Linked DNA regions of Sus scrofa: region 1 is linked to region 2. A link is a contact called in public Hi-C data. All regions are on one chromosome and are shown on one strand. Each heading gives the region's core, a stretch centred on a gene start, on an enhancer-like site or on the middle of the called end of the contact. The rest is flanking DNA. Distances are from core to core; before and after follow the strand shown.

Region 1 (4,640 bases), core at 52-2,551, 510 kb after region 2:
CATAGGCTATAATCATATTCTGTTATAACTATTTATTTATTTATGCAGCTCTCTCCCAGACTGAGAAATGAAACGATCGAAGGAAAAGGCAGTGTCCCAATCTTGTCTCTTTCCCTGTCCCAGCACAAAGCCTAAAATTTATTATGCCATTGGTGAATGTGAGCCCACGACTGAACAGCGAAAAACACCTCAAGGGGGTGGGGGGAGAAGCGAGGGACTTACCGCTCTCGACCACAAGAGGGCGCGCGCTGGGTTCCCACGAGAGAGCCGGTTGGCTGAGGAAGGGCGGGCTCTCCGCCTCCAGCACCAATCATCTCCCAGGACCTTTCTCTAAGAACGCTCAGAGCGAAAAAGGTTGCTTTCTTAGGTCCAAAGAGAAGAGAATAAAAAAATAAAAGTGTTTTGGGAGTTTCCCTCGTGGCTCAGCGGAAACGAATCTTACTAGCATCCATGAGGATGCAGGTTCGATCCCTGGCCTCGTTCAGTGGGTTAAGGGTCCGGCGTTGCCATGAGCTGTGGTGTAGGTCGCAGACGCGGCTCGGATCCCGAGTTGCTGTGGCTCTGGCGTAGGCCGGCAGCTACAGCTCCGATTTGACCCCTAGCCTGGGAATCTCCATGTGCCGCTAGTGCGGCCCTAAAAAGACAAAAAAAAAAAAAAAAAGTTTTTTGAAAACTTCATTGTAGCACTGATGGTAAGGGTTGCCTCTGCCGCCTCCAGGTGTTAATTAGGAGGTTGACTGACTTTTTTAACTGGAAAAGCAACATGCCGCCTTTTCATGAGCTGCTTGGATCTTTGTGATACGAGGGACTGACGTGGGCTCGCATCCAGATCCCGAAGTTAGCAAACATTCAATCTGAGTCACTGTCATCTGAATTGGGAACCCACTAGACCCCCTAAGGGAGAGCAGATGGGAATCAAGATAGGTGAATCGGGACACTTTGGGAGGAAATGGGGTGCGCTGACAGCTACCGGAACAATCTCAGAGACGAGACGTGAAGGAGTCTGAGGAGGGAGCGGGGAAAGGAAGGAGTAGAATAGGTATGGGAATAACGAGCCTCTGGGAAGGGAGGGGTTAACCCCTATGGGCGGGGAGGAGGAAGGGCGGGGTGACACCCGGGAGGCGGGCTCTCCGCCCGGCCTCCCGAAAACAACAGGCCGCTCCGGGCAAACACGGAGTTAAGGGGGCGGGCCCAGGGGGCAGCCACGTGCCGGGGCGAGAGGCAATTGGCTCTCCGGAAGTTGTTTGTGAGCGGCCATTGGCGACGTCGGGGCGCCGCGACGAGCCGATTGGCCGGACTCGGAGCCCCGCCAGGGCGGTGGTGGGGAGGAGGCGGCCTGGGCGGCGCGGGACCCGAGTGGGCCAAGCCGAGCGCCAACGCTGCCCGCGCGGGGTGCGGAGCCCGAGCCCGAGCCCGAGCCCGAGGCGCGGCCGCCGCTGCCATGCGCTGGGTCCGCGCGCTACTGAAGAATGCGTCCCTGGCAGGGGCGCCCAAGTACATCGAGCACTTCAGCAAGTTCTCCCCGTCCCCGTTGTCCATGAAGCAGTTTCTGGACTTCGGTACGAGGGGGCGGGAGGCGGCTGGCCACCGGGACCTGCGGGGGAGGGGGGGCTGGGGGGGAGGAAGGCGTCCTGGCCGTGAAGGGTTAACACGGAGGTTGAGAGAGACCGAGTGACGGGAAGGGTTGGCTTGCAGGGGTCCAGGCAGGAGAGGGTTAACGGAGAGGCCGGAGGCAGCCGGCCTTAAAAGGGTTAGGGCACCCCGGCTGGAGAGACTAGGCAGTGGGAAGTGGGGGCGCTGAGGAGGGATCGGAGGTATCTTCTCGGGCTTTGTGAGGGGTCTTGGTGAGGAAGGGGCAGTGAGGCGGTGATGTTAGGGCTGGAAGGCACGAAAGGGTTCCTGGGGTTGTTCTGGCGATTCTAAGAGTGAGGGTCAGAGAAGAAATGGGCCGGGATGCTGGTGGCTGTAAGGAGGCAGGGCTGGGAGGCACAGCCATCTGGAAGGAGACCTGTGCAGGGCAGACGTGGAGGGGTCAGTTGGGGGCAGGGGCTCTCTCAGATGAGTCAACAGGAGGGACACCCTGACCAGTACACCTCCGCCCACTGAAGGAGCTGCCCTCCAGCTGTCCCAGTGGGCAAGGACACTTGAAGATCAAATCTGCTGTGGCCTGGCCATCTGTCTCCAGCTGGGCAGGGGTCTGGGGCGCTGTGAGGTGCAGTCGGGTGCCTTGTACCCACCCTTGGCTGCCCCTGGGTTCTTGTGCCAGGGTGGCCTAACACCCCCCACCACCACCACCATTCTGGGGGTGGCTCTGGAGCCAGAGCAAGGCTGTGCCAACGTGGTGACTGAAACAGGCATTGTGTGGTCCCTGTCTGTTCCCACCGTGTTTCCATGGTGCCAGCTGGGGATTAGAAGGGGGGGTGCCCCTTCTCTCAAGAGTTGAGGAGAGACAGTGCCTGGCTCAGGTTACAGCTGCGTCACTGATGGCAGGCGGGGGAAGGTGGCAGTCAGGACACGGGGCACCTGTTCCCCAAGACCTGTCTGCCTGAGCTCCTCCCGTGTAGGAAAGCCTCCAGAGCCCCCTCTCAACCCCCTGCAGCTGCCCAGCCCGGCCTGGACCCCAGTTACAGAACTGTCACAGCTGGGAAGGGCTCAGGGTAGAGTCTGGTTCCCTCGGGGTACAGCGGGGGAAGCAGACCTTCAGAAGGATGGGGTACAGCAGGGGAAGCAGACCTTCAGAAGCATGGTGACGTGCCTTGGGTGACAGAGTTGGAAGCAGAAGCTGGACTTAGAACCCAGGTCTCCTGACTCTAGGCCATGGCCCCATCCAGTCCTCCACCACCTCTTCATCTTGAAGCCAGACCAAAGTATTGGGCCCTGGTTCTCAACCTTGTCCACCTCACAGGTGGGTGGGCATTAATGTAGGGGCAGCCCTACAATGGGCATAAAGAGGTGACACCAGGACCCTGCAGCTGCTGTGGTCCCAGCATAGCTCCCCTTAGCCAGGGGCGGGAGGGTGCTCATCTCAAGGTAGGGATAGATTTTCCAGGCTCCTCTGCCCACTTGGATCCACCCCCCTCAAAGTGGGTTGTGTGTCTGCTGGGAGGGAAAGAAAGAGAAGAAGCTGGGATGGAGGTCACAGTGAGCCCAGATGGCCCTGTCCCCCGGGGTTGGGTTCAGCTGCAGGTGGAGAGAGCATGCAGCCTCCCTAAGGATGAGGCTGGGTGGTGTGGCGGTCACTGCAGAGGTCAGGAGGGGCTCCTTGTCCTGTGCCTTGGCTTCTTCTGAACCCTCAGGAAATGAAGGCTTTAGAGATCTGACCCCCAAGAAACCCCCTGGCTCCTGTGCATGGTTCATGACTCTATGGGGCTCACCCTTCCCTCTCCCACCAGGATCCAGCAATGCCTGTGAGAAAACCTCGTTCACCTTCCTCAGGCAGGAGCTGCCAGTGCGCCTGGCCAACATCATGAAAGAGATCAACCTGCTTCCCGACCGGGTGCTGAGCACACCCTCGGTGCAGCTGGTGCAGAGCTGGTGAGACCCCTGGCTAGGTCCCTGCACCTCCCGCTCCATTGCCAGATGCCCTCTGCCCACCGCAGCCTTGAGAGAGATGGGGACCGAGGGGAGGCACCAGGGCTCCAAGAGGGCAGGAGTTCCCTAGGCCAGAGCAGGGACTAGGACCAAGCTCCTAGCCTCCATGTCTAGGGAACAGCCCTCCACCTTCCGCCCTACAGTCTCTGGAAGCATGGGATCCACGTAGGAAATGATCCTTTTCACAGCCCCAAACCCCAAAGCAGGCTAATGTCAGCATTTGGCCCCAACCCGGTTCTGAAAACATAGCACCTGTTGGGTAATACCCATCTGGGGCACCTTGGTGGGAAACAGAAATAGGGAGAAGCAGATCTTCAAATTATGTAATCCGCACAAGTCAGCCTATTTGGGAGGATGGAAAACATGCAAATAGACACAGGGATGGCACCATACCAACCCCAGAGAGCTTCGGACGGGCAAAGACCAAAGTTTATTGCAGAGCAGCCATAGCAGAGAGAAATCCTCAGTAAAGTTCAGGCGAAACCTCTGTCCAGGAGTTCCCGTTGTGGCTCAGCGGGTTAAGAATCCGACTAGTATCTATAAGGATGCGGGGTCGATCCCTGGCCTCCATCAGCGGGTTAAAGAGCCAGCATTGCCACCAGCTGTGGTGTAGGTCACAGAAGCAGCTCGGACCTGGCGCTGCTGTGGCTGTGGCCTAGGTCGGCACCTGCAGCTCCGATTGGATCCCTAGCCTGGGAACCTCCATGTACTGAGGGTGCAGCCCTAAAAAATAAAAAAAGATCAAACCAAAAAACTCTGTCCAGGGATAGGTAGCTAAATGGTATTAGCCAAAGGCCAGTCATAGGAAGAATAAACAAGAATTTGCTCTGGAGTTCCTGTTGTGGCTCAGCAGGTTAAGAACCGGACATAGTGTCTGGGAGGATGTGGGTTTGATCCCTGACCTCATTCAGTGAGTTAAGGATCTGGCATTGCTGCAAGCTGTGGCGGCTGGGATCCTGCATGGCTGTGGCTGTGGCTGTGACGTAGCTCGGATTTGACTAGCCCGTCTAGCTTCTACTTGATTCCAGTTTGAGCTGCAGCTCCAATTT
Region 2 (4,557 bases), core at 1,200-3,699:
TAGCTCCGATTCGATCCCTAGCCTGGGAACTTCCATAGGCCACAGAGGCAGCCCTAAAAAGACAAAAACCAAACACCGCCCCCCACTACAAATCTGACTGTAATCACCAGCCTCCTTAAAACTCTTCAAAGGATTTTTAAGGTCCTAACCCCTTGACCTGCACATAAGACCTTCCATCAGGTGGTCCCAGCTTCCTGCTCCAAGCATCCTCCTCTCTCCTTTGAGTTCCAGCAACAGCAAACTGCTTCCGGTTCTAGCCCCTGGACCTCTGACCATTTATTTCTTGTGACTTCAGCATCACCTCCTCCAGGAAGCCACCCCTGTCTGCCCCTGCTCCGATGATCCTTGGCATCTAGGGAGGGATCTGTTATTGCACTCACTACACTGAGTTATCATTGATTTTCGCGCCTTGGTTCTGCGCTAGCCAGTGAGATTCCCAAGGCCAGGAAGGGTGTCCCATTCATCTCTGTGTCCCAACCCCTGGCCTGGTGCCTGGCACCGAGGACAGGCTTGGCTCGTGGTTGATGGATGAATGCGGACGGGAAATTTGAAGGAAGTGAGAGGCAGGAAGGACTGAGAGGGCAGGGAGGGCAAGCCTGGCAGGAGGTGCAGCCAGAGCAAATGTGTGGGCAGTGGAAAAGCCAGAGCTTCCCTTTATTGTACGCCACGACTGCCCGCCAGCCATTGTGCCTGTGCTCGGTTTGCACATTCTGTCTCCTTTAATTCTTACAACTACAGATCAGGAAACTGGCATCAGAGAACCAAAGCAACCTGCCCAAGGTCACACAGCCAGGCCTGGAGTGGAATCCAGGACTGTCTGGCCCGAAAGCCTGTGCTCTTTTTGCTGGGTCACACCGCTCTCCTGGGGATAAGACCTTCTGGAGATGGACAGGGAGTGGGCCCAGCTACGCCTCTGCCTCGCTGAGAGCCGGAACCAGCTGCCCACGCTCAGGCCGACAGCTTCCTCCTCCCAGCCGGACCAGAGGCTCAGAGGCCAGACAAGGATTTATCTGTTCCTTCCTCCCCTGGCTTTGGGGTGGGGGGTGGGGGTCTTTGACTAGACAAGCACATTCCCACCCCCACCCCCGGGGAAGGGCTGCTGCATCCTGTACCACCCAGGGTGCCTGAGGAATGCAGGGGGCTCTGAGACGCTGCCTGGGTTCTGCAGAATCTGTCTCCCTCATCGCACTTGGCCCAGGCTGATATTAAGATTCATCTGCATTCCCCGCGCACCCGCCTGGCAGATGGTGGGGGAGGAGGCTGGGTGCGTGCTGGGGGCTGCAGCCAGAGACCAAACTGGGCCTCGAGGGCCAGGGCAGAGTGCCCACCCTCCCTGCCCCACGGGGCCCAGCCCAGGCTGGAACCACTCCAAATGCTGGGGTGCCTCCTCACCCTCACAGCTTCTAAGGGATGGTAGGATCTGACCTTTGGTTTTTCTAAGGACTAAAAGGGCCCTGCAAACCCAGGCAGAAAACAGAGCTGTAAGGTGATGGCGGATGAGCCCCTCCTTGGAAAATCTCAAATGAGGATCTTTTTTTCTTCCTTCTTGCCCTGGAGGCTTGCAGAGACCAGAGACAGACAGAGACTCAGCTGGGCAGAGAAGCCCCACATCCCAACCTGTGATGCCCTGGATTCCAGGGAGGGCAGTAGCAAAGAATGGAGGTACAGCCATTGGTACAGCCTTCTGGGGCCGGGGGGGAGGTTTATCCCCTGACCCCAGATTCAGAATCCAGCCTGACCCGGCGCAGCCCTTTCAGCCCAGAGCTCCAGCCAAAAGTTTCCTGTCACAGCGATTGGACTGAGAGGTGCAGGGGGCAGGCACGGAGGGTTATCTCAGCCCCTCTGAGTAAAGTAGAAGAGGAAAGGGACTGACATGATACCAAAAGGACTACAGGCTAGACACCTAGAAGAACTTCCCTTGGCACAAAAGCAGAAAATTGGACTTTGGGCTGTGGGGATAGGAGAATGTTCTTTTCTGGCTCTTGTAACGGTTGGGAAAAAATGATCTTTCCAAATTCCAGGTCTCTCGGGGTTCGGGGCCTGGCAGCAGATCCCCAAATGCCCGCTCCCGGGGACAGGCGCCTTGCCAGAGGGGTGGAAAAAGTAGGGTGCCTTTCCCCGGGCCACCACCCTCTCCCTTCCTCGCCAAGCGTTACTCCGCCCCCGCGTCTGTCCCCGGCCTCCCAGGTCCCGGGGCTGCGGGCCGGCAGGGGAGGAGTTAACTCCGGAGGTACCGGCTGGGCTCACAGTACCTGCCGCCGCCGCCGCCGCCGCCGCCGCCGCCGCCGCCGCCGCCGCGGGTGGGAGGGACGAGGAAGCGGAGCCGCCTGGGCGCCGGGAGCGCTCCAGTCTGGCGGGGCGCAGCGAGGCGAGCGGCGGCGGGGCTCGGCTCGGCCCGGGGCTTCCGCCAGGGGGCGCGCCGCGACGGGGCGGGAGGGGCCGTCTGGTCTGGGGAATTAGCGCAGGGACGAGCGCGCGCGCGGGTCCCCCACACATCTGGGCGAGAGCCGCGCCACTGGAACCGAGGGGGCATATCGGGAGCGACGGAGCCACCGCGCAGCTGGGGCCCTTCGAGGCGCTCGGGGCGCACATCTGGGGCCTCGCGAGGGGGCCACGCCGCGCGCAGCTGGACCAGGGGAGGGGGGGCTGCGGCTGCACAGCTGGACCGAAGGGGGCGGGGTCGGTCCTGGGCGGCTGGCAGCGCGGAGGGCCGCGAGTGGCCGGGCACTGGAGCATGGGACGGCGCACCTGAAAGAGCAGGGGTGAAGAAGGGCCTGGGACCCTAAAGGAAAAAGAGGAGAGAAAGGGGCACGGGAGCAAAGGACGAAGATGCAACTGACTCGCTGCTGCTTCGTGTTCCTAGTGCAGGGCAGCCTCTATCTGGTGAGTGGTCCGCGGGGAGCGGCGCGGAGGGGCGGGGGCCCGGAGAATTGGGGGAGAGCGCGGGAAGCTCCGGAGCCCGGAAACTTTCTCCCTTCCCCCCCACATCCCGGGGATGGAAGCGTAGCCTGGAGGCTGGGGGAGAGGGCGGGTCCGAGGCCGGAGACTGTACAGAAAGGGTTAATAGGGGCGGGGAGAGGGTGCTGGGCTGGCCCACCCACTCGGCCGCTGGTGGCAGGAGGTGCGACGGGCACGAGGGAAAATGCCCGCAGCCGTCGCCAAGGGTTACTCGACCCCTTTCGGCGCCCGGGGCCCCGCGGAAGGGGAGTGGGAGGTGGTTGTGGAGCCGATGACCTGCCAGGGCAGGGGGCGTGGGCTCGTCTCTGACCTCGGGGGACCCGGAGGACCCCGGGCTCTGGGTTCCCCAGCGCACGAGCCTGTCCAGGAGGGGGGCCGCCCCTGCGTCCCTCGCTCCCGCCTTCCCTCCCGCTCCCTCCCTCCCTCCCTCCCCGCCTGTTGTTTTCCTCTCCGCTCCCGGCTGCGCGCAGCCCGAGCCCCACAGGACCTGGGCAGGCGGCTCCCGCCCCGGGCGCTCGCGGTAGCTGAGCGGAGCGCCCGGAGCCGGCTCCCCGTGCGCTCGCTCGCGCCTTCCCTGCGGCCCAGGACGGGGGGAATCCACCCCCGCCCCCCCAGCCCAGGGCTCAACTCCCCTCCGACCCAGCGCCCGCCAATCGGCTACCTAGCAATCCTGTCGTGGAGAAGCCTCGGCCCCACATCTGGGTCTGCCCTTCTCAAAACAATAATCCCCTTTGCCACTGGGTGGGCGAATCCTTCTCCCCATCCTCCAGCCTTCAGCTGTGACCCTAGGAGGCCAAGTACACAGAGGTCTGCCGCCGGGAGCCCAACTCCCAGAGTCTCTCCTCCTGCTGTCTCTCTGCCCTGGCTTTGGATCCTGGCAGGCAGGGCCACTGCACACAACCGAGGTCATGGCCAGAGCAGAACAGGGGACCAGAGGACCCCAACCCCCTTTGGAGCCCTCCAGACCCCAGCCCGTAGGCATCCTATGTCCTCACCCCAGGGTCACTAGCAATTCCAGATGCTGCTCAGCTGTGTGCTGGGGCCCCTGGTCTTGGTATCGAGACACAGAGGGCCAATCCTTGCTTCAAAAGCTGAGCACACCCACACCGGGTGACTGTCCTCAGGAACCCTGGTGCCCTCTGGAGCTGTGTCCTCTGTTTGAGCTCATCAGGCTGTCCTGCTGGCCTTCCCCACCGCTCCTCCAAGAAACATCCCCAGATGTTGCCTGTCCCTGGGGCTGATGCCGCAGAGGCCAGTGGAGGCTCTGCAGAGCTTTACACGAGATTCCAGGTGGGGATGGGGCTCGGATAAAACCCCCATAGGAGGACCCATCTGGTTTGTGAGACTGGGAGTGCGGAGGGATGGGAGGGCTGAGTCTGTGCGACGTAGCCGTGAATGATGGTATCTGTGAGCCTCATGTCGCCATCTGTGAAATGGGCACAATACGAACTCCTGCCTCCTAGCACAAAGAATGCTCTGGCCTGTTATCATCAGTGGTCCCCAGAGGAGCATTTGGCCATCCTCTTGGGTATGGAACGCACCCGCGTCTCCCTCTCGTCGTCCTGCCAAAACCTAAACCGCATTTGTATTTGAGGGAGA

Evidence for each region. Hi-C and Micro-C count contacts between places; a contact is called where the count stands out from the background.
Region 1: a Hi-C map of retroperitoneal adipose tissue shows a contact between it and region 2, with 2.1 times the contacts expected there. The contact joins the promoter of PDK2 here to the promoter of NXPH3 in region 2. A contact is called at or near these places in 1 of 5 promoter capture datasets (fetal liver), 6 of 47 Hi-C or Micro-C datasets (embryonic fibroblasts, heart right ventricle, mesenteric adipose tissue and 3 more) and 1 of 2 datasets of contacts at active chromatin or transcription factors (skeletal muscle).

The regions. Positions count from the first base shown.
Region 1 is chr12:26,273,261-26,277,900 of Sscrofa11.1, forward strand. It overlaps PDK2 (pyruvate dehydrogenase kinase, isozyme 2), which reads left to right and starts at 1,302. Exons shown (of 11, transcript XM_021067148.1): 1 at 1,302-1,559; 2 at 3,393-3,534. The coding sequence starts at 1,442.
Region 2 is chr12:25,766,725-25,771,281 of Sscrofa11.1, forward strand. NXPH3 (neurexophilin-3) reads left to right here and starts at 2,450. Exons shown (of 2, transcript XM_003483007.4): 1 at 2,450-2,883. The coding sequence starts at 2,830.